Regions from separate parts of the Mus musculus genome. Here all the other regions are linked to region 3. The links are chromatin contacts, called in public Hi-C, HiChIP or PLAC-seq and promoter capture Hi-C maps. All regions are on one chromosome and are shown on one strand. Each heading gives the region's core, a stretch centred on a gene start, on an enhancer-like site or on the middle of the called end of the contact. The rest is flanking DNA. Distances are from core to core; before and after follow the strand shown.

What was found. Promoter capture Hi-C pulls out the DNA fragments that hold promoters and counts their contacts. Hi-C and Micro-C count contacts between places; a contact is called where the count stands out from the background. HiChIP or PLAC-seq counts read pairs in DNA pulled down with a chosen protein or histone mark.
Region 1: an H3K4me3 HiChIP or PLAC-seq map of pro-B cells shows a contact between it and region 3, with 19 times the contacts expected there. The contact joins the promoter of Zc3h15 here to the promoter of Nup35 in region 3. A contact is called at or near these places in 5 of 39 promoter capture datasets (cranial neural crest, liver, maxillary cranial neural crest and 1 more), 4 of 484 Hi-C or Micro-C datasets (CD4 T cells, the G1E-ER4 cell line and cortical neurons) and 5 of 115 datasets of contacts at active chromatin or transcription factors (astrocytes, forebrain, large pre-B cells and 2 more).
Region 2: a contact with region 3 is called in a promoter capture Hi-C map of pre-B cells, with 6 times the contacts expected there. The contact joins the promoter of Fkbp7 here to the promoter of Nup35 in region 3. A contact is called at or near these places in 1 of 39 promoter capture datasets (pre-B cells) and 1 of 484 Hi-C or Micro-C datasets (CD4 T cells).
Region 4: a contact with region 3 is called in a promoter capture Hi-C map of pre-B cells. The contact joins the promoter of Itgav here to the promoter of Nup35 in region 3. A contact is called at or near these places in 3 of 39 promoter capture datasets (cranial neural crest, frontonasal cranial neural crest and pre-B cells).
Region 5: a Hi-C map of pre-B cells shows a contact between it and region 3, with 8 times the contacts expected there. The contact joins the promoter of P2rx3 here to the promoter of Nup35 in region 3. A contact is called at or near these places in 2 of 484 Hi-C or Micro-C datasets (CD4 T cells and pre-B cells).

What each region holds. Positions count from the first base shown.
Region 1 is chr2:83,642,826-83,646,521 of GRCm38.p6, forward strand. It overlaps Zc3h15 (zinc finger CCCH-type containing 15), which reads left to right and starts at 1,753. Exons shown (of 10, transcript NM_026934.3): 1 at 1,753-1,902. The coding sequence starts at 1,828.
Region 2 is chr2:76,671,517-76,675,220 of GRCm38.p6, forward strand. Fkbp7 (FK506 binding protein 7) reads right to left here and starts at 1,582. Exons shown (of 4, transcript NM_010222.2): 1 at 1,290-1,582; 2 at 181-332. The coding sequence starts at 1,498.
Region 3 is chr2:80,637,229-80,640,777 of GRCm38.p6, forward strand. Nup35 (nucleoporin 35) reads left to right here and starts at 1,584. Exons shown (of 9, transcript NM_027091.4): 1 at 1,584-1,704. The coding sequence starts at 1,665.
Region 4 is chr2:83,722,014-83,725,853 of GRCm38.p6, forward strand. Itgav (integrin alpha V) reads left to right here and starts at 2,384. Exons shown (of 30, transcript NM_008402.3): 1 at 2,384-2,906. The coding sequence starts at 2,722.
Region 5 is chr2:85,034,130-85,037,603 of GRCm38.p6, forward strand. P2rx3 (purinergic receptor P2X, ligand-gated ion channel, 3) reads right to left here and starts at 1,705. Exons shown (of 12, transcript NM_145526.2): 1 at 1,052-1,705. The coding sequence starts at 1,170. Ssrp1 (structure specific recognition protein 1) reads left to right here and starts at 2,991. Exons shown (of 17, transcript NM_182990.4): 1 at 2,991-3,199.

The DNA.
Region 1 (3,696 bases), core at 503-3,002, 3.0 Mb after region 3:
GTCTCAAAAAAATTTTAAACTCAATTTTTCCTTTTTTTTTAATAAGGACTCCATTCAGATTGGATTAGGTCTATGCTGAAAGTCTCATTTTAACTTACCTATTTCCTTTATAATGCCCTTATCTCCTAATGTAGTTACATTCTGAAGTAGTAGACGTTGTGAGTTTTGAAAACACAATTCAGCCCATAACAGTTCAGTCCATAACAAATTTTGGTTATAAACAACTAAAACCAACTCTAATTTCCATATAAGAGAATATATTAAGAATATTGGTCACATAGTCTAGCATTAGCATGGGATAGGTTTAGTTAGAAGTTAGGAACAAAAGATAATAGTGAACTATGATTTTTCAGCTATGACTGTGAAATTCTAGATTGTTTACAACTTTTCCATACTTACGATTGCCATAAAAAAATTCTTTAAAATTAGAGACATTAAATGAATCACTAAAAAGGGGGATATTAAGATTACTACATTCTGCTACTACAGGAATTCTTAATCAACTTCTGAAGAATAAATAATACAGAAAAGTAAACTGTCACAGTGTTCCACAAAGGCTCCTGTTGAGTTGGGTGACACTCCTAGGGAGAGTGGAACACATGAAGGGAAGTAGATCACTGGGGAAAGCCCTTGAAAGGAATATTGGGTCCCCTGCCCCTAAGTGTCTCTTTTTGCTTTGGTTGCCATCAGATGAACACTGTCCATTTCCCTCATGGTGGCATTAGGGTTCCAAAGTAGTTTTCTGCTTATGAAATTGTTGAAAAACTAATAACTCCCTTCTCTGGAAGGATGATTCTTCTGTTAATCAATGTAGGTAAAACAGTAACCATGCAAAAGAACAGCCATTCATTGTGTGCTTTTTTAAAGTCAGTATTTGGCTGAATAAAAAATAGTAGATTCATTTGCATATCAAAAGCCATACTTTTGGTTTAGTCTACAATATAAACAGAGCCCTGAAGCAAGACTAACCAGGCTGAAATTCTTATCTTGGATTTTACATTTAGCCACCTTTCTTTCTGCGTTTCATCTCAAACAGTGCTAACAGTTAACCATTCGTACCTCAGTGTAGATGTAATGAGTGAAATCGTGTGTGTAAAGTCATTATGGAATTTACCAAACACTTAAACTAACCTTAAATTGGGCTTGGCCCATACTGTTAGGCTAGTTTGACATAGTAAAATAGTGATTTTTTTTTTTCCGGAATCGTTAAGGCAGCCCCCTAAAATTAGTACAGGACTTGAAGAGAAACTAAGGATTTCACCCACTAGGACTCCACGTCTGACGATCTCCAAATGAAACTTTATTTCTTTACGCAACTTCATACTGAAGGTGCTGCATTGCAACCCTGCCCCTCCAGAGGACAAGACAGTAGCTCATAATTGATGCAGCCGCTCCGTGATTACTCAAGATGGTACTGTCCAGTGCTAACTAGATCTAGAACTCTCTACGCCAGGGGTCTATACAAGTGAGGTGAGGAGGCATCACTCGCGGTGCTAATGAAGGACGAAGCCAAGCAAGTGGCAAGCGCCTCACCAAAAGGAGGCGTCACACGCCGCGCCTTTCCCAGTTCCCACGTCTCATCCACGCCCCCTCCCGGCTCGGCGCAGCCGGAGCGCACGCGCAGCTCCACTTCCGGGCGCCTCGCCTCGCGCCCCACAGTGCATAGCGGCGCCGTGCTGTCGCAAAGGCCACATCCGGGCGGCGAATGAGCGAGTCGCTTTCCGTGCGCTGCGGCGGCGGCTGGGTCTTCCTGCTCCCGCCGAGCTGCCGGACGCCCCGACGGTAGCCATCTGCGTCGCAGTCGGCCCGGTGCCCCCCGCCTCCGCGATGCCCCCCAAGAAACAGGCTCAGGCCGGGGGCAGCAAGAAGGCGGAGCAGAAGAAGAAGGAGAAGATCATCGAGGTACGTCCCCTCCCCCTCCCCGCCGCACCGGGCTGGGGCTCGCCGGGCTGCGGAGCGCGGCTCCCCGGGGCCACGTGTCGGCGCCCGGCCCGGTGGGCCCCGACTGAAGTGGTTCTCGCCGCCCCTCATCGCTGTAGTGAGGCCGCTGCGCCCCCGCGCTCGCCGCGTCTCCACCCACGCGCCCGCCGCGCCCACTCGGCCGCCCAGGGACCCCCGGCCCGGCCTTTCGATGCTCACGACTTTCCGCGGCTCCTCGGGCTGTGCCTGAAAAAACAAGCTGAGTGGCGCTCTGGAAGGCCCCTCCTGACTGACCTGACGCCTTGGGTTTGGTTTTTTTCTTTATCAGGCAGTGAGAGGTAGCGCTGTTCATTTTCAAGAGCCAGCGGACTATTTACCACTTTTTTGTTGTTGTTGTTTCTTTTGGTGTTTGGTCCATCTGGAAACTTTCGTGTCAAGAACAGAGGTTTCCCAAAAAGCGTGGCCCAGCGGTTTTGTACAGAATGCTTCGTTCATACATGGAGTCTGAATTAAACGTAGGCTCTGTCACAGTACCTATGTTAAATTGGGAGCTCCCAGTTTACCTACACACACACACACACACACACACACACACACGAGCGTCTTTTAATGCATTGAACTTGTAGGCATTCAGTGAGTGAGGCAAGGTACTGATGTTCTTAAATGTTCCTCAGGTTACAACGATTGTCTACTTGAGTTTCCTTAAGATAGGTAATGAAATTTCACATTCGATAAACGTATTTCTTCCATACTAATCCTCATTTAAAAGTAAATGGTACCTCATAGACTTGGATGTAGTTGGAAGAAAAGATGACTATTTTACAGCATCTGAGTATAAAGTAACCTTTAGTAGGCTCGTTCTTATTAAAATAGCCAGAATGAATGTTTGGGGTTTCGAAATGAGATGTTTGCTTATGATCGTTTTTTTTCAACATTTGATTGTTATAGCCTTGAAAGATAGAAGTGAGAATTCGCCAGGGTTCCTTTATACACGCTAATGAGATTAATCTTTTGTCAGATTGTATGTAGTTAAAGTTGGCTGATTTAATTTAAATAAAATTAATGTGAACACATCTAATAATTTACTGACTGTTGGAGTTCTAAGGTAGAACTGCCGTAGCCAAACATCTGGAAGCAAAACTGTTGCCAAGCAGTGCTGGTGTGTGCCTTTCATCTCAGTAGACAGTTTGCCTGGTCTACAGAATGGCCAGAGCACACAGAGAAACTCTTGTCCAAGGGAAAATAAAAGAAAGAAAAATAATTGTCACCTTTACATCTGAAGAAAAAAATCAGGATTTGGGAGACTTAAATCTCTGGGAATAATAATCTGGTGGCAATTCAATATTGTGCCAACAAAGGACATTCAGAAATAGCATTTTACTTACAAACTACTGAGATTGAATAAATATAAAATAGACCACAAAACAGTAAAATTTCCATTCAAAAATAAATGTTACAAAACATTATAGAATGTATTTCAGGCCACTTGGACCTATAACCACTTTTAATTAATGAGACTAAAGGGTTTTTTGTTTCGTTAATTTTTGTCACCTGACAGTGGAGATGACACTCAGAAGGGCAGAGGCAGGTAGAGCTCTGAATTCAAGAGTAGCCTGGTCTACAGAGTAAGTTTCAGGACTCTGGGCCTGCGCAGAGAAACCCTGTCTCGATCGAAAGACAACAGCAAAATTAAAGTTATTTATAATAGTCTATTAGCCCTAAAAATCATGAATATATTTTGTCTTCCTTCATCTCTAACAAGATTTCGTTGGTTTT
Region 2 (3,704 bases), core at 332-2,831, 4.0 Mb before region 3:
CTTCCACATCTTGCTTCTTGTGGACTGTGCTGTTACTGAGAACATAGATATGCAAATATCTCTTTGAGACTTACTTCCATTTTTAAAGAATATACAGATTTGTTTTGATTTTTTTTATAAACGACTTATCTTTTTTAAAGCTACTAAAAGATACAGCAAAAAAAAAAACCCACAACTTACCGTAGCCTTCTTTTCCATATGCAAACGAAGGCGGTATAATCACCTTTCTCTTTTCCCCAGGGCACATGTCCATCATAGCAATGTCCAGCCCCTTTATGACATGTCCGACACCAAGAACAAACCATTTGGGGTGGCCTTCATCTTGTGTCCGGCTATGAGAAACCATACTTAGTGTGTAAGTAAGACCATCTCATAAAGGAAACTTAAATACAGCTCAGGCACTTGTTACTTAAGACTGGAATCTCTTTCCCCACATTGCACCCTTCAGAACTCTGTCCTTTGCGAATTGTTTGGATCAAACTTCCCCATAAATTGGCAGAGCATATCATTGGAAAACATTCTGATTTCTGATTTTTGCCGTCCTTACAAAAACTACTCAATGGTTCACTTTTAAAAATGGGTCTCCTGCCTCTAACTAGCTGGATGGCTTGAACAAAATGACTCATTTACCTTCTCTGGGTTTGTTTCCCAAACCAAAGGGGCAGGCTGAGCCCTAAATTTCATTTTAAGAACGACTGAAAAATAGCATCCTGTCAAATTTCTCTTCTACGTTGGAAGAATAAGTTTTCCTCTAAATTGGAAAGAATTGCTAGACTGGAAAGATTGGCCTGTCTTTGAGGGGAAACAGTACAGCTAAACAGACTGCATTCAGTCAGACCGGACTAGGGAACAGAGAGAATGGATGTGATAACCAGAGTTTTAGAAAATGACCCACAAAGTCCAGAAGGAAACGCGGTAGCTTTCTTATACACTCTGTTTGGAATCAGACTTCAGCTCTGGGTAAGGAGAAAGTGTGAATATCTTTTCAAGAAGCCTCTAGATTTAGTTTTCCGGGTTCCAAGGACAGTGGTGGTGGTCAGTGCTCTGCCTGACGTAGTGAGTCTGCAGTCAGTTTACTGCGCTTACATTTCAAATAACTAAAAACATTCAGTTTTGTTTAGGGAATGTCTTCTAATCTAAATCGGCATGAAGGCTTAATTTACTGTTAAAAAACAAAACCAAAAAACCTTAAAACAAAACAACCAGTTAGGCTCTGGCTGCTGCTGCTGGTGGTAGTGGGCAAGATGTGGTCTATCAACTGAACTTGAACTGGACGGAGCATCTCCTACCTGCAGTAGAATTTGGAGCCGTCTTTAGCCAAGTAGCCATCGTAATGGGCATTTAGCAAGTCTCCTTTCCTGCTTGTTTTGGAGCAGTTTTCTGGACGGTGCAAAACTTCTATTTTCACTTCCTCAGTGCTTTCTTCTTTTGTTTGTCCCTGAGCATCGGAACAACACCACAGGCTAAGGAAAACTGCTAGTCTGAATAGGAGATTCATGTTTCCCAAAGCAGCACTCCCAGGCCCAGTGTAAGCCCCACAGAGTGTCAGCAGGCTGATCAGACTGAATTGGGACGCGTGGCAGGCATTGTCCTACGTCACAAAGGTCCAAGGCGGGGCTACGAGAGGCCCCGCCCCCTCTCGCACCAGCAAATCGCCGCCGGTTGGAGTGTGTCTTGGCCGTTGGGTGCTCCGGTTGGCTGTACTCTGGCTAGAATAGCACCGCACACCCTGTCCGCAGGTTTCTTTCGCCTGCAGTAGTCAGACTTGCGTTTCCTGAAATAAAACTGGCATTATGGTGGTCGTTTCTAGGCACTTAGGAGATGCTGCAAAATTTTATGGGCTCCACTTGATGCCCTGATCTTGCCTCTCCAACACTGCCTCTGCTAACGGATTGCTTGAATGGCTTGGTTTTAAATTTTTAAATGCTACACTGACCCATTTGGCCATAGAAAAAGAATAGATAGCTGTAGGATCCTAAATACAGTATTTTTAAAATATTAAAATGTTGGGCCAAGAAATTGATACAAAATGCAAACAGGTCACGGTGGGATATTCTAGTCGTTATTCTTTCTAATCACAGGCTTCTAAGGCCCCTACGGACTTGACAGGCACAGTGGATGCAGACATTTTTGGAAGAATAGGTTCTTGACAATATAGGTTGGCTGCTCTTCTCTGGATATTTGTGGAAGTCCTTGAAGGATATTTTTGGAGGGGGGGATATGGTAGTTGGAGTACTGCGAAAAAAGACTCCAGGCCATGTCTACCGCATGCAGCCAGGAGACTCTCAGAACACACAGTGGAGTGTCTCCAGGGCTTCAGCAGCCCATGCCCGGCATTGCAAAAGATAACTTGTGTTTCTGTCCCTAACCTCTTGAGGCCGCCCTTGAGGTGAAGGCCTTTAGCAGAGAAAAGCTTTTTTTTTTTTTTTTTCTCCCATGAGAATTCATTCACATCAGACAGGAAAACTGACTATTGAACATTTTGTTCCAATTTCACAGCTGGCTAATAGACAACAGAGATTAGTCCAGTCTCTTGATATATCCCCCTTATCCTTTTAGTATGATAAACCTTTCAAACAACACAAAACTCGAATTTTATGGTAAGTGTCAGATGCCCTCCACAGTTGAACTATCATTACTGAACTCTATGTGATTTGTTGAATATTCAGCTCGTCGATTCCCCAAGTGGACATCCCGATCACCCTATTCAGTCAGCCTTCCTGGAAGGATAAGCCAGGGATTTCACTACCTCAATACTGACTCTGCTTTATGCAAAGTAATTGGAATTTGCAAAACTTTCTAAATCTAAAAGTTGTCAAGTGTGTAAGGACGCCCTTCCAAGTGAGATTAAAAAAAAATTAAGAGAAATCCTTTTAAAAACAAAACAAAAATAGGATGCACGATACCTTCTTAACATTTTTCTTCTTAACCTCTTCTTTCCTGTGTGTGTGTGTGTGTGTGTGTGTGTGAGAGAGAGAGAGAGAGAGAGAGAGAGAGAAAGAGAGAGAGAGAGAAGGGGGGTCTGTCTGGCCTAGAAGTCACTGCGTAGACCAGGCAGGCTTGGAACTAACAGAACTCATCTGCCTTCCTCTGCTTCCTAAATGCTGGTATTAAAGGCATACATCGTGATGTATGACATTAAAAGAAAAAAAAATGTGTGTGTGTGTGGGGGGGGGGCCGGGGGGGGGATGCGTGTAACATGGCCCATGTGTAAATGAGGTTCTTTCCTTCCACTGTGTGAGGCCCCCAGGACAGTACTGGTCAAGCTCCCGGAGGCAAGCGCTTTACTTGGAAAGCTATCTTGCCAACCCTAGTTCCATAAGACCTTGTTGGAGGACCTCTCTGGCCTGCATACTACTTTCTTAAAAGAAGGATGTAGCCCAGGCTGGCCTTTGGTCCTTCCTGCCTCAGCCTCTAGAGTGCTGGGATTACAGGGCCTTGCCATTGCTCCAGCTTTTCCTAGGAGGTAACTTCCTACTTCCCCGGAGTGTGAGCACTGGAAGCTCCAAGAAATGAGCAACCCTTGATTTTATTGAAAAAGATCCGAAGGAGGCGAGGCCTTCGGCAGCCGCCTTGTGCAGGATGCCCCGGGAGTTGGTCTGCTGCGGACTGGAGATGTCCGGATGCGGGGCAGCCGGGGAGCGGGGGACCGCGGAGCCGCCCCACGAGGGCGCGCGGCGCAGCCTCGGGCACGCGGCCGTCCC
Region 3 (3,549 bases), core at 334-2,833:
GAAGGGGCAGAGTCTGTATAGCTTTTGCTCTCCTGGAACTCACTATATACAGACCACGATGACTTTGAACTTGCAGAGATCCACTTGCCTCTGCCTCCTGAGAGCAGGAATTAAAGTTGTACAGCATTGCATTCAGCACACCCTTTTTAAAAAAGGTAAACTGAACATGTAAGTGGTTTTCAGATTTTAATTCTGGGTGGGTGGGTGGTGGTGCACACCTTTAATTCCAGCACTCTGGAGGCAGAGTCATGGAGGCCAGCCTATTTTATAAAGTGACTTCCAGGACAGCCAGGACTATGCAGGGAAAACAGGTCTCAACTGAACCAAACCAAACAAAATAAAATTGAATTCTAGGAATCTGTCATTTAATATTGGAATCATTGTGAAGACGTGACAGCCAGCTCTAACCCCATGGCGTTGTTGTATTGCCTGTACAGGAAGAAACCGCTGTCTCTCAGTCTGTAATGACACTCTCCTAAGAGCGGTCAAGTCTGTCTAATGATTCATACCTGACTTCTTTGTAGTGACTCACAAATTTAACACAGTATCAGGCTCAAGGCTGTTGGCTTTTGCATTTTTATTTTTATTTTAGATAGAATTCTCTGTGTAACCCTGGCTGTCCTGGAACACCCCTGTAGACCTGGCTGGCTTTGAACTCTTTGATCTGCCTTCCTCTGCCATCCAAGTGCTGGAATTAAAGGCGTGTGCCCCACTGCCCAGCCAAAACTAAATGTATGTTAACACACACATAAGCACATGAATATACATACTCTAAGGAGAGGTAGCAGAGTGAAGAGGAGAGCACACAGATGCCATGGGCAGGATGCCTGTGGCTCCAGGGCTTTCCTTATCATTAACATGGGCAGTGGTGACACATGCCTTTAATCTCAGCACTTGGGAGGCAGAGGCAGGAGGATTTCTGAGTTCAAGGCCAGCCTGGTGTACAGAGTGAGCTCCAGGACAACCAGGTGATGCAGAGAAACCCTGTCTCAAAAAAAAAAAAAAACCAAAAAAACAAACAAACAAAAAAAGCTACAAGAAATGATGATGGAAAACATATTTTGAGAAAAAAAGGCTTATATCAAGTGCAGGAATCAAGTTGAAAGAAAGGAATATATAGTTTCATTAAATGTACTTTAATAGGTGCTAGGGAAGTTGATGCAAAAATCTCACTAATTATCAAGAGAGCAAAGGAATCTTTATGAAGCATTAACAACAACATATTAGGAGGCTTTCCAAGATCTTTTTCTTCTTTTTTTTTTTTTTTTTTTTTAAATTTGGTTTTTCTAGACAAGGTTTCTCTGTATAGCCCTGGCTGTCCTGGAACTCACTCTGTAGACCAGGCTGGCCTGGAACTCAGAAATCCGCTTGCCTCTGCCTCCCAAGTGCCGGGATTAAAGGCGTGTGCCACCACTGTGGTTTACTAGTCTTAGAAGCAGACGTCTCACATTGCTCTCGGTATCCTCATAAAATCTTCCTTAGCATCCCAGACATGGTAAAGAAGGTTGCCCTCTTCCAAAATGGCTGAAGCGCCCTCAGCCTCCGCAGAGAGCATGACCGGAAGTTGCGCAACCCATAAGGCTGAGCGGCTCTTACGGTGATAAGAGTTTCCGCCATTTTTGAAAACTGGGAAGCTCATTGCTGGAGTAGGAGCGGCCGTTGCGATGGCAGCGTTTGCGGTGGATCCCCAGGCGCCCACGTTGGGTGAGTGGACCGCGGCTTTCCCGGCGGCACAGCCAGCGCGCTGTTGACCCGGAGGTGTCACACGCCACGGAGGGAGCGGGGAGCGCTGTGGCCGGTGACATCTGGGCGGTGGTACCCGGGAACCCGGCACGGCGCCCGGCTGCACTGTGGTCACCTGCCCCGTACCCCGAAAGCATGCACGAGGATGGGCGGTGAGCCACTGGTCGCTGTAGTAACCGGTTGCCGCTGGGCCACCTAGGTTTCTAGGTCGGATCTTAATGTCACAAAAGAAATTTGTATATGAATGCATGACCCAGAACCAACCTGGCTCGCCCGGCTCCCCCGCCTTTTACTTTGGAACTTGACTCTATTGGACGACTGCTGATTCTAAAGAATTATCCCCATTATTTGTTGGGGAAACGTTCCGAATATGCCGTATTTGGAGAAAAAACAAACCAATTAACATGTTGATTCTCCACTCCCGCTGAGTTTTGTGAGTAGTGACAATGGTCATATTCTACAACAGAAAACAAACAAAACCTGTCTACAGTTTCCTAGACGTATCGTAGTATTATTAGTTTATAACTCTCTAAGCTTGGTAAAGAGAGTAAGCATTGTATTTATTGTGTAGAACTAACTTTGTAGATTCAAAAGGCATGTAATGCTTGCCACGTTTTGGGTAAAAAGTTGTTTTAAGAATAGAGTTGCAGCCGGGCAGTGGTGGCGCACGCCTTTAATCCCAGCACTTGGGAGGCAGAGGCAGGTGGGATTTCTGAGTTCGAGGACAGCCTGGTCTACAAAGTGAGTTTCAGGACAGCCAGGATTATACCGAGAAAACTTGTATTAAAACCAAACCAAAAAGGGAAAAAAGAATGACATAACTTGATTTTGTTTATCATAAAAACTGAACCAATAATGCTAATAATGTAGATACACTGTTGCATTAAAACTTGTTTTCTGATTTTTTTTTTCATATTATTTAGAGATCAGGGCAGTTCCAGTTTTTCTGTCCAACAGTGACATTTTGGAGAGCATATTTTCAGGTGTAAGAAATGTGAACACATTCTTGTATATTGCCTAGCTTAGGCTCTGACTTTGTCTGATATTAACTGTTCAGAGTCACATGTTGCACGTGTTTTAGGTGTCTGCTGGTCTGACATCCTCTTGGCACCTCACCCAGGCACTCCTCTCTGAGGAAGTCAGTGAAGGAATTAACATTTAGGGGCAGAGATTGAGAAGTGGAATTTCAGACGTGCAGGATGCAGCAATCATTAAGCCTTTATGTTTAGTCATGAAGGAATGGTTAGTGGCAGTCTGGCTTCCTACTTTATCACGGTGTATTTAGGTAGCTGAGTTTTTTCTTGACCTAATTAGATTGTTATATAATGTGCAAGTGTATGGATGTGTTGTGTGTCCTGGGACTGAATTTAGGCTTAATGGCAAGGACTTTGACCCATTGAACCATCTCACCACACCTTGATAACTCTTACAGTTGTCACAGTTTTCCTACCCCTCTTGTAGATGATAGTTGTGATGTTACCAAAACCTTTGTATTTTGTTACAGGTCTTTTCTAAATATCTATTTAGAATATGCTTTTGTTGAGACTTCTGGTTTGAGTTTAACTTACTTTTTTTTTTTTTTTTGAGACAGGGTTTCTCTGTATAGCCCTGGCTGTCCTGGAACTCACTCTGTAGACCAGGCTGGCCTCGAACTCAGAAATCCGCCTGCCTCTGCCTCCCTAGTGCTGGTATTAAAGGCATGCATCACAATGCCCTGTTTAACTTTCTTTTGAGATACGTAGTAGCACTATGTAACATAACTAGTGCTTTACAAAAGAATTACAATTTTCTTTTTACACCTTAGTG
Region 4 (3,840 bases), core at 1,134-3,633, 3.1 Mb after region 3:
ACCACAAGGTCATGTGTATACAAAAGGGAAGAGGCGGGGGGGGGGGGGGAAAGCATTAGCAATCATTTGTAGATTTGCTGGCCACATTTCAGACTATCCCATGATTCCATTTATTCCACAGTGTAAGCACAAGCGGCCGAAGAGCTGTGCTCTGATGGTTTAGTTTAAGAAATTCTGAAACAGGCATGTGACACACACCTGTAATCCCAGCACCTGGGAAGTGAAAACAGGAGGATCAGGGGCTCAAGGTGAGCATTCTCATCTCGAGGCTCAAGTACATAGAGAGTTTGGGATCAGTCTGGGGTGCATGAAGCCTTGGTCAACATGGGGTCGGGGGAGGGATACTCAGAAATTACAGTTGAGGAGAGTGGAACACTTCTATAATTTCAGTACTTGGGAGACAGAGACAGGAGAATTCCAATTTAACCTGGGCTAATAAATGAGGGTGTCTACTAGCCCACCCCACATAAAAAAAAAGAAAGAAGCAAAATATTTTGTTAGCAAATTGTAAGCGTAGTAGAAATGTTCAACTTTCTGTGTTTAAGTCCTAGTTAGATTGTTCATTTGTGGAAGAAGCACAAAGAATAACTTCCAGACTTGGAATTTTTGTGGTTAAAGAACTGTATTAAGGTGGGATTTTAAATGGCTATAGTTAGAATAAGCTGTGCAGTTTATTCACATGTTAAGAACAAATCTCAAGTAGTTATCATGTAAGAAAATGCCGTAGTTTTTCATTTCCATCCAGTAAAAGGCACGATTTCTTTCAAAAATTGTGTGTGATGACCATCTGAATGAGAAACTGAAAATCCCAGACTTGTCTTTAGTCTCTAGACCTGAGGGTACCCGACTGGCCGGCAGCATGGTTTTCAGAAAGAGATGCAGAGAACACAGGGAGTGCACAGAACATTCTTGCTCTCCACGAATCATTGTCTGCCTCTTAAACCCCACATTCTGATCCCAAATGGTGACAAGGAATGAAAGAGCAACCACAGGGTCTTGTGTATAAGTATCCACACAGGATTTCCTGTCTCTGAGGTGGCTTTTACATAGGTATTAGCCTGTGGCTGATAAGATCTCCCAACAGTTTTGCTGCTTATTTTTTACATTTTAAAAATCAACTTGCTTAACCCAACTAAGGCTATCCACACCCCCACACATGATTACTTATGTTATGAGATGAATGCATGCTGACACTGAGGTGTTTTTTCTGCTGTGTGAGACAGGGATCTTCTTATGTTGACTGGGCTCAGGGGGGCCTACTGCCTCTGTGCTTAGTCTGGGACTGATTTTTAATAACTGTTTTGGGAAAATAGTTCAAATTCTCCACTACTTTACTTGGAAGTATGCAAGGCCTAAGCAATGCATTTATATTTAATCATTTTATCCTATTGACCAAATTCTTCATTCCTTCTTCTTTCTTCGTCTCACCCTTCTCCTCTTCCTCCTCTTCCTTCTTATCTTGCTCCTCCTCTTCCTCTTCCTCCTCCCTTCTGAGACAAGGTCTTACCTGTAGGCCTGGCCAGCCTGGAATTTGCTACACAGACCAGATCCTCCTGCTTCTCACTTCATGGTGCTAGGATTAAAAGCATTTGCCACCACATTAAAAGCATGGATCACCACTCCCGGCCCATTCATCAAATTGTTTAGCACTTGATATACATAGAACACAGGAATACTGAGCAAATTTACAAAAACAAACAAAAAAAAACCAAAAAAAACCAAAACAAAACAAAAAAGACTTATTTTGTGTGTATGGGTGTGACCCACGTACATGCCTGATACACACAGAGGCCAGAAGAAGAATTGGAACTGGAAAGCAAGAAACAGAAAAGAAAAAAGGAAAGGAAGTAAAAGAAAGAAAAGAGAAGATCCAAGCACAGGCTTGAAGTCTTCTGGGTGGATTTGAGAGGCTCATCACCTAAACTTTGCCTTGCAACGTTTTTGTCAGCCAGTGAGATCCAGTTCCACACACCGCATCCGGGAGGAGCTGTGCTAGCCCTCTGGGAGTTTATAATTAAGTTCAGTGTGTGGAGGATGGAAGGGGAGGGAAATGGCATATAATTACAGAGTTCTGTTGGTGAGCGCCTGCCGGGCTAAGTGGCAGAAGTAAGAGAAGCGGATAAAGCTTTCCGCATTCTTAAACAAAAGTCCCTCAGAAGTGCCTGGAGGAACCAGGGAACGGGGTGTGCCTGGTTCTTTTTCTTTTGATTGCAGCCAGTCCCCGGCTTGCAGGGCTTCGGCTGGAGGCGCGCTGCCACTGCCCCCCTGGTCCTTTGGATCTGGGCCGCAGTCCCGGGACAGCCTCGGAGGACCGGCCGCCAGCGCGCACGGAAGTGCGCCCGGCCTTCTCCTGTGGGAGGCCACCGTGAGCGCGACTTCCTCTTTCGGCGGGGCGGCCCGGCCTGGCCGGCTCCTCCTCCTCCCCGGCCTCCTCCCCCAGTCCGGGCTGCTCACGGTTCCGAGGTACTGTGCTCGCCCCGCCACTTCTCAGCGCCAGGCACCGCGCGAGCCAGCGACAGAGCCGGAGTCCCGGGTCGGACACCGCTCCTCCTGGGTGCCGCCCGGCTCAGCTTCGCGCCGCCCGGCCGCCCCGCCGCCCTTGACCGCAAGCGCACAGCACAGCTCGGCAGTTCGGGGGCGCGCAGGCGGCGGGCCGCGGCCACCGAGCACCGGGACAGGGACTGAAGTCTTTCGGCTCTGCGCCCCGCGCGCGCCCCGGCGATGGCTGCTCCCGGGCGCCTGCTGCTACGCCCTCGCCCCGGCGGCCTCCTGCTGCTGCTGCCGGGTCTCCTGCTGCCCCTCGCCGACGCCTTCAACCTGGACGTCGAAAGTCCCGCCGAGTATGCGGGTCCCGAGGGAAGTTACTTCGGATTCGCCGTGGACTTCTTCGAGCCCAGCACGTCCTCGTAAGTGGCCGCGCTCGAGTCCCCAGGCGCCCCCTCCCCCACCGCGCACCCTCAGCGGATCCGCACCCAGCCGCTGGCTCCAGGGTCCTCCCGGCCCCAAACCCGCCTACTCTCTCCATGCCGCGGCTGGCCCAGGTCTGGCATGGATGAAACTTTTGTGGGGATGACCTAACCTGACACTCAGCATCCAGTTTCACCGTGTCCCCAACTTCTTCTGATTGGCTGGGGACAGTGCGAGAGAGCTTTGAAGGAGCTCTGTTAAGCATCCAGGAAAAGTGAGACATCTGTACAGGCTTGTCCTGCGAGACTTTTGGCCATCTCTTGTCATTCCGTAACTTGCTTCACTTGGCCCCAGAATTTTTTTCTTCCGTATCAACCAGTTAGCCTCTTCCTAGTGCTTTTTGCTTTCTGAAATTAGCTCTTCCTTCGTCTGATTCTCTCTCTCTCGCTCTCTCTCTCTCTCTCTCTCGGTTTTTTTCCCACTCCTCTTCTAGACACTCCGATGACTAAAGTGACCAAATTGTTGTATTAATTTGTAAAGGACTATGAGACCTTTGCGCGTTTAAGGTCCACCAGATGAATGGAATGCGTCATCTGCTCCTTTCTAGTCCACTATTTAGGTCATTGTTCAGACAGAGCGAGGGTGTTTGCTGAGTTTTCACTCTCTGCAGGTCACTTCAATGCTGAAGAATACAGCAGGTCACGTAGGCTTTCAAATTACTCACGTCCCGTGTTGCAAAGTTCCTGAGGATTTGTGACGGCTAATGTCGTGTTTTTGGATTAAAGTTGTCTTTGACTCAACGCTGGCATCATTCTCATCCCTACTAGTGTAGGAAACCCCGATTAAATTGATGTTTTTCATGTCTATTACATTGTATTTCCAAAGAAACGGTTTCTTTAGTTACTTCTTAGTGTACCCCTTGGGGTAACAACA
Region 5 (3,474 bases), core at 455-2,954, 4.4 Mb after region 3:
CACATCTGCCCATCTATCTATCTACTCCCACCTTTCAGCTCCAGCTGCAAGCACACAGGACATACTCTTTGATTTGCCTGAATTAACTCATGATCTAGTCAGTGGCTGTCTTTCACAAACAGACTCATCGTTTCAAGGAACGGCAAGCGACCACAGACCCACAAGCCAGGAAAGAAAACCCTTGAGGTTTCTGCCTGCATTTCCTGGTGCCAACCAGTGTGTAGAAATGACCGCAAGAAGGACAGACCCGTGCTTTCCTCCCAGCCATTGTTTGCCAAAGTCCCTTTGTATGTGTGCAGGAGGGCGGTGTTGGGATCTGGCTGGTCCTTGAGCAACCCCTAGCATGTGTCTTATGACACAGAGTGAGGCGAGAATTTATGCTGTTTAACAATAGGTATCATTTCTGCATTCCTGGGGAAAAGCCCCACACTAAGTCAGAAAAGGTACCTTTCTCTTGGGCAGGTCTTCCCTTGAGTGTGTCTGTGCCTCTGTCTAGCTTGGGGGGCAGTTCTCCTGCTCTCCAAGAACAGATGTCTCTTGCTTTTTAACCTCTCACCATCTAGCCCTATGACAAGAAGAAATTCCTAAGTCTACATTAAAGCCAGCTCTCCCCTTTCCTCTCTAGCTGGTTCTTCTTCCACACATCAGCCCATCTCCCTGGTTTTCATTCCTCCTTCCTGCGTTCCTTTATCTTTCTGGGACTCTAAAGACTCAATGGAGGGGAATGGGGAAATGTGGGGAGGGGTCTGACTTGGTTTTTGTTTTTGTTTTGGTCTGGGAAGATGGACCATATGGGTCCTTTCTTAACCAGGGAATGGACTCATATTCTTGGCGTATGTGTCTAGAATCCTGGAAGAGATTCTGGGTAAAATAATGCACCTGAGACGGGTCTAGATGGGAGTGGCAGAGGCCAATCCTGAGGACATGGCTCCCACAAATCAAAGTGTTTCCCAGAGAAGAGGGTCTAGGAGCTGCAGAGCAGCCTTGGGAGAGGGAGGGAAGGACATCAGGTAGCCCTTCTGTCCCACCATCCGAAGGACCATGGACTCACCCCACAAAGTAGGAGATAATCAGCAGCTGAACGGCTCGGTTGATGATCCCAATGGTCCAGCTTTTCACAACCACCGACTTGGTAGTCTCGTAGGTGAAGAAGTCTGATATACAGTTCATACTGAGAAAGTGCTCACAGCCACCCAGAAAGGCTGTGGATGCAGCCCAAGGAGAGAAAAGACCTCAGGACTGGGAGACAGAGATCAAGAACTGGAGTGGGCTGCTTAATGGGGCTTGAGGAAAAGAGCCAGTTCCTATAAGCCAGGCAACTGTAGTCCAGTGCCTCGTCTCTCCTCTTGACACTCTAGAAGCCAACAGTCCAGGGCCAGGGCGGTGGACCACCTTTTTATTCATCTTCACTCCACTCCCCTGTGATGTCACAGCAGGGGTGGGGTCTCCAATCCCGGGCTCCAGATTGCCTGAGATGCAGCTGGCTAGGGCCCTCTGGGACTTATGTTTCATCTGCACTCTGTCTACTGTTTCTATTCTGTTCTCTTACGCGGCATCTCTATCCCAGCTCACCAGCTGCTTTGTATTCTCCAAAGCCCCTTGTAACTGCCCACTCTTGAGTTAGCTCATCTGCCTGAGCCAAGAACTCCACTCTTGAGTGTCTGTCGATTTCTATCTAATAGCACAAATAGGGAGAAAGGGTTCTTGACAGTTCTGTGTCTCCTGGGAGGAAGACACGCATTTCTTACCATCTCCTCCTCTCTGCCCTCCAGCATCTCATTATGTTGTCTAACTTGTTATGTTGCCATGTTTCAAATTCACAATCCTCCTGCCCCAGTCTTTGAGTGTTGTGATTACAGATTTGTAATACTACAAAGCGGAAAGTCGCTTATTTCTAACTCTAGTTGGTTGCAACTCTTCAAGTTGCACAGAAATTACTGAACTCCCTCTCTTTTTAAACCCCGAAGTTATTAAAATCTTTTGTTAGGGTATGTGCTCCTAAGAGGCTGGGCTATTTTAACGATCTTCAACAGTTTTGTCAGATCCTAGAAACGTGCTGCATTAATAGGTTTTCATTATGTCTTAAGCCCAGTTTGACTTAGCTAAATAGTGCTAGCAATGATAGTGGTTAAAGCCACAAGCACCGAATGACAAAACACATTTTTATCTATATCATATCCCAGGACTGAGTTAGCAAGTCAGTGCAGTGATATTTCAGGGAAACTGTGGGCTTATCCTGTCTTTGTGTAGGACATATGCTAGCAATCACTCTAAACCCTGAACCCTCATGATTATAAAAGGCTGATGTTAAAGAGTCTGTGTTCTAGGTTCCAGTTTTGATGGTAATGGACTGACACCCAGTCGCAAATCTTTTGTGGTCTCATTTTTCTCATCTGTAAAATGAGATAAACTCAAGCATCTCTGTCAGACCTGGCTTCAGATTTTGCAAGATGCACTCCGGTGCTATGTGAGGCCATCCGGGCTTCTGCCAACGTAGGCTGATGTGATTTCAAGTAAGTTCTAGCTCAAAGGTAAATCCGACACCACCACTTGAATTTAATGCAGCCATCTGCTAGGCTCTTCCTGAGAACCCACAAATTAGGGATATGGACAGGATAGTGTTGGGGGTAGGTGAACTCACTGCAGAAAGGATCTGATCTACTTGCCAGGGTACAGCTGGAAAGCAAGCACAATCGCCGACACCCGCATCTCCTTTGCAGCTAGTGGGGCTACACCTCTGTATTTTTCTTGTTCAACAGACTCCTTCCCAGATTATTTCACAGGAGGGAGGGGCGTGCATGATTCCAACAAACATACAAACCTGAACACCTAATAAAACCGCATAATTTCCCTTCGGAATCTAGTCTTTGAAGAGCAGCTTGTAACTTTCTAAAGAGTGTTCCCGTTTTCTAGTCAAGAATTCAGCCGCGTGGGATTCCATAGCAAGCCTCTCGCTTTAGCCGACCAGGGGGAGTGCCGACGCTCTAGGCGAATGTACCCGTTGGTCGGCCCGGATGATGCCGTTCTAGCCAAGTCTTCCTCTCTATGGTCCGTGCGCGACTTCCGGTGGCGGGACGCGGGGCTGCGCACGCGGGAAAAGCTTCCCCGGCATCCCTTCCCCCGCATCCCTACCCCCTCCCCTGCGTCCCCCTGCGCCCACCGCCCTCACTGTGCCGTCGCGAGGCTGCAGCTCTTAGAGGTGGGTGGTCGCGATCCCTGGGCCCCTGGTGTGCATGGGCCCCGCTCCCCCGCGGGACGATCGGAATGGATCGATCCGCGTTCAAATTCGCGGGCAATGGGCGAATCCATTTTAAAAGAAGGGGGAGAAACGTAGATTCACGCGGGGCCCCGGGGTGGTGGGGTCTCTGCGATCAGGACACTACCCTCTGAGCGGAGTTGAGGTGCGCTCTCTGAGCGGGTCTCAGGTTCCGCCGATTGTTGCCGTGCCTGTCCGTGGAACGTACCGAGAGGGTG